2 separate regions of the Danio rerio genome follow, and region 2 is linked to region 1. A link is a contact called in public Hi-C data. All regions are on one chromosome and are shown on one strand. Each heading gives the region's core, a stretch centred on a gene start, on an enhancer-like site or on the middle of the called end of the contact. The rest is flanking DNA. Distances are from core to core; before and after follow the strand shown. Region 1 holds the start of nup205 (nucleoporin 205). Region 2 holds the start of si:ch211-1e14.1.

Region 1 (2,700 bases), core at 137-2,636:
ATATTACACCACGGACAGACTTACACAAACTTTTTCAAGTTGTCCTTGTTTTCAAACTACTAAAATTTAGTTTTTCTCTTAGATTATTTCCCCCCTTGTCTTTCTTCAAAAAACTTTTTTATGCAATTAGGAAGTAGTTTATTCCTAGCTTTAAACATAAATTGTGCTGTTTTAGATTTAACCAAATAATTGAACTTAAGTATTTATGATTTTGATTTAATTTAAAAAATAAATTATTTGTATGCTCCAAATACCAAATAATACTGATATCTGATTGGAAATTAATTCATCATTATGTCATAACCCTCGCTTACTTTTTAGGTAGATACTTGTGTTATCTTTGGAAAGTACCATTGCGTTTTTTTTCTGGTTCCATTGGCCAGGAAATTAGTATTTAAAATAGTATGTCTTGAAGCTGAAATACTTACGATAAAGGGCAAAACAATCTATGCGTCTAGTAAGAAAATAAAAAAAGTAAAGTAAAATTGATATCCCATGGTTTTATTATAGTAAAAGTTCAGTATGTTTTTGCCTCGCAAAATTGACTGAGAGTCTCATTTGAAGTTCTGTAAAAGAGATATTGTGTTTATTATTATTCCTGATTTCGATCTTTGTTGGTGGGTTTGTAGGACAGTACCACCCTCTGGTGCTAGAAAAATGGGATATTAATAATTTTCAGGCAGTATGTGAGGCATCAGTCGCTCAATTTCACTTAATGTCAACTATTTCGCTTGGTGGCTCAAAAACGGGTCCGTCCATTGAGTCGTGTGAAGTTCTAAGGGCGTTTTTTTGTCTAATCAAAGATACACGCTGGCTAATAATATAACCTTTTGTTTGTAATGCTTACCCAAACCGACATTCGTTAAACAAATGCAAATTTTAAAGCAATTTTCCTTATGAACGTATTTATTGAAATGGCAAGGCGCTGTAATCACAGATGACTATGATTTGTATGATCTTAAATACGGTGAGAAATATAACATGCACCACGTGACAATGCTGCCTACGTTGAGCAAATGATTTATGTGTAAATAGCTGTCAGGACGATCAATTTATTTGAGAAAACTATCTATACAAATAAAACATAAAACATTATTCACCCTGAATATGTAAAATTAGTAGCAACTTTCGTAGTGTCAGTATCCGCTTGCTATTGTAGCAAAGAACCAACCTGCATGCTGATTCTACCAACTTCTATTTCTATAGGTCCTACGCTCATGTGGTATTTATGGCAAAAACACAACAAACCAATGTTGTCAAAAATAAAAATAAACAAATAAATAAGCAATAAGGCAATAAATAAGAGCATACGAATGTAAATAAATAAAATCTCTTCACAAAAGAAACCGAAAGTTATGTTTTCACACCGGCAGAATTCAGGGCAGCCCACTCACGCTTCAGACATGGCGACGCAGATGGCGGTAAATTCAGGTATTAATGTATACATTTCGTATTCTTACATATTTAATGTTTTATACGATATATAACATTGACTTTTGTGTTAGCACGTTAAACCAAAGTATTTTAATACATTTAAAGTACAAGTACTTCGTCAGCCATTCACTTTATCGCTACCTTCACCAGAAAATAGGCTTAGAGTGTGTAACTAAATGCGCAACTAACGTTACATTGCTTACTATTATCTGGGCTCTTCTTAAACGAGGTATTATTAAAGTAAAAGTCTTTGTAAAACTTGTTCTTTTGTGCGACCAGAATAAATAAGTTGACGTTATTTAAAACATCAATGTCTCCTAACATCAATGTCTGTTAAATTGCCTCGTGAATATGCCCTTTACGTCTAATAAAAATGATACATGGACAAGATAAGTCTAGGTTTAAGTCTAAAGATACTTTAATGTCTATATACGAGTTATGTTTATACTGTTGTTTAGTGGTTTACATATTATTGAGGTCAAGTTGATTTTATATGCGCACATATTCGTTCAGTGGCAACTTGTGACATGCTTCCTATATTGTTTTTAACGTGGTTACTTTGAATATTGGGTCTGAAATCACATGTAGGTTTGACTTTAAACAACATTAACACTATTTATTTGACTGTGAAATGTGGTGTACTTTGATAGTCAATGACTGCTAATATGATTTCATGTTTATAATCTGCAAAAAATACTTTCTCGAAACTATATTATTGAGGAGAAATCTGAATGTGTGAATATACCTTTAACTTTACCTCAATTTAAATATTTTGTCTTCCATTTTACATTTTTCATGTATTTGTTTCCTTGTTTTGTACCTTAGGAATGTTGTTAATGATTGTCAGTGAAATGAAAGTTAATGTCTGTGTTTTATAATGTGTCTTTGTTTACCTTCTGCAATTCTACTGTGTAAGTTCTACCTATAAGTCGAGGCAACTGGTTGCTCTGCTTTTGAGATACTTATAACATTTAGTTTTTTGTTTTGTCTTTAAAAAAGCACATTTGACAGCTTGAGTTTTTTTTTTTTTTTTTTTTTACCTTTATAGGTCATGATAGTTTGTGAAATTGACAAAAGTACTAGCCTGAAGTAGGGCTGTGCGATTTGGGGAAAATATCTAATTGCGATTTGTATTTTTTTATTTCTGACAGATATTGCGATTTCAATTTGATATGCAATTCAATTTTGTAGTCAAACTTCAGCTTAATAAACTGTATTGTAGCTTCTGTGTTAATTAAAATGAAGAACTAAAAAAAATAATAGCAA
Region 2 (2,717 bases), core at 168-2,667, 190 kb before region 1:
AAAAAGTGGACCTTTTTTGCAGTTCTTCACCTCATGCAAGGTTTAAATACTGCATTTTAGTGGCACTAATTTTTGCTGGATCAGCTTGTCGAATGGTAATCATAAGCACACTTTTTGATGTAGTAGAAATATGCGCTTACCATACTATTTTATCACAAAGTATTTATTTACAGATTTGCATTTAAACTGTAAATTATTACAGTTTTAGATACAATGTTATGAGGTTAGCATTTTACATTTAAAAATAATAATAAAGAAATATGAAAAAAAGAAGGATGCTCCGATCGATCGGCCAAAGATCGGTATTAGCCGATAATCACATTTAATGACTCGATCGGTACTCTCCAATCATACCGATCACAGGGGGTTAAATAGTTAATAATATAACTTCTCGTAATATAATTATTGCAGTGAACAGTAGTTTATAAGCCTATTTCCTTTTAGTAAAAAAGCAGTGGATTTATAGGTGTGCAGTTTTGCATCAAATCTGCGCTCAAAATGTTTTCTTATTAGAGAAATTATTCCTTCATTATTTACAATGTTTCCAAATTACGTTGTTTGTAATTTTTCTTACTCTTTTTTTGTGTTATATTATTAATTATAAGCTTTATAGTTATAAGATTGAAGCATTAGAATCGGTACTCGGTATCGGCTGATCACCAAGTCAAAAAATCGTTACTTGCTATCGGCTGCAAAAATCCTGATCGGAGCATCCCTAAAAAAAATACTTCTTTTTAAATACAAATTTATTATCATACATCATTTAAGAAAAAAAAAAGGAATCTAGTAAAACTTGTTTTAAACTAAAAAGTGTAGCCTATAGGCAATTAAAAACCTGCCCATTTCATTCAACTTTCCTTTTTCAGAATTTGACCACTTGAATCATTAAACATTAAATTTGTCTTAAAGCCTTCTTCTATCTGTAATTTTTACAATTTGTGATGGCATAGCAGTCAAAATTAGGATAAACCAGCCCATGTAAAGGCCAAATTCTGGACTGTATCAGTGGGGGTGGGTCTTTCGACCCTGCATATTGAGAAATGTTTTGTAATAAAAATGAAATGCATTTTTCATGAGCCCAGTTGTTGTTGCTGTTGTTGCCCTCGATAGTCACTAGAGGTCGCTGCAACATAACCAAACTCAACTGAATACTTCTATCAAATCATTTTGTAACCATCTAAATCTCCGCACTTTGGAAAAATATAGAGTCTGGAAACTTCCCAGCCTATTTTTAACCAAGCACAGGGGAAAACAACACGCAGCCACACACGATCCGGTAACAAACTGCGTTGCCGTGACACCACAGACGCCGGCGGAGGTGTCAACCTAACCCGGATTACTGAAGGACAGCGCGGGGAGCCAATGACCGTACAGCCCATACGAGAGACTCCGAGTCCTGCTGTCAGGGGAGGATTTAGTGCAATCCCGAGCACAGACTGGTTGCATCTGAGAAAGTGAGTGATGCTCAGACAGGATCCAGACATTATTGAAAAAGAAAGCACCCGTTGTGCCGTGCAATCATGGAAAGCAGAAGATTTAATTATTATGTAAACCTGGATTTGAACGCTATCGACTTCACACCGCTGTAACTGTCTGCTTTGAAGGTAAGGAATTGCTTTTGCAAGCCAATGCATGTGCTAAAAGTCTATCTTTTTTTCAATTTAACCACACTCGGCCGCAAGATAAAGTAACTTACACGTATGTGTTTGTAACTACGAGTTAATATGAGTGAAATCCATATCAATTAACCACATATAACGTTATGTAGACGGTGGCTGATTACAATCAATAACGTTAACGTTAAAAGTCTAAAAGACTTTGTTACATATACAACGTTACCATACAGCACCATTTCGGATATATTAAGGTACGTCCTTTCATTTTTATCAGCTAACCAAATAACGTATAAAAACCTCGTGAAATCGTATGGCTAGCAACTATTTATCTCATAACCATCAGGAACAGTTACGGGAAATCCCGATAATCCTCGTGCAACCCTCATTTTACCGGGGTTTAACGCTCACTAGTGTGTTCACAAACCCTTTAAGTTGATTCTAAAATATGCAGTTGGTGTTAGCATGTAAGTTTTGCCGTTTGAAATCAGCACATTATGCAAACAATGTTTGGATCTTGTTGTGGGAGACTCGGATCGTGTGATATTTCACAGTAGAGATGTCCGAGTCGTCAATGAATCGTTATTTTGAACTGGATCTTTTAAGGAACCATTCTAAATGATTCATTCGAGTCATTGAAACGAGAATCGTCTTTCCCTGTAAGTGAATTATGTTTGGAAAGACACTTGTGGTAAAATGTGAAAAATTGTTAAAAACAGAAAATTTAGATTAAGTCACATCGAAAAAAACTGATTTAATCAGATTGAATGTTAATGTAAGTTGTGAATTTATCTTGTATCTCTAATTTGATTCAAAGCTGCAAGTATTTGTCAGAAACATTGTAGTTTATACCACTGGATTCTGTCAGTCTTTTACCTGTTTGTGTATGTTATCAGATTCAATTCAATTTTGTATTTTGTTAAAAGTGAACACTTTACTGTTATTTATCTTACCTCACATATTTCCCCCCGTAAGAAAACTTAACCGACCGTTACTCTCGAACTCATTGTTTGTATGACTCAGACTCGCATAAAAACATTAATGCAACACAAACTGCTCGTAATTTACATCAGATATCCTTAATTTGTAAAACTTATTCACAAA

What was found. Hi-C and Micro-C count contacts between places; a contact is called where the count stands out from the background.
Region 2: a Hi-C map of hematopoietic stem cells shows a contact between it and region 1, with 4 times the contacts expected there. The contact joins the promoter of si:ch211-1e14.1 here to the promoter of nup205 in region 1. A contact is called at or near these places in 3 of 18 Hi-C or Micro-C datasets (caudal fin, hematopoietic stem cells and an unstated tissue).

Annotation. Positions count from the first base shown.
Region 1 is chr18:13,629,130-13,631,829 of GRCz12tu, reverse strand. It overlaps nup205 (nucleoporin 205), which reads left to right and starts at 1,386. Exons shown (of 41, transcript NM_001313687.1): 1 at 1,386-1,431. The coding sequence starts at 1,404.
Region 2 is chr18:13,814,609-13,817,325 of GRCz12tu, reverse strand. It overlaps si:ch211-1e14.1, which reads left to right and starts at 1,417. Exons shown (of 21, transcript XM_073929903.1): 1 at 1,417-1,604.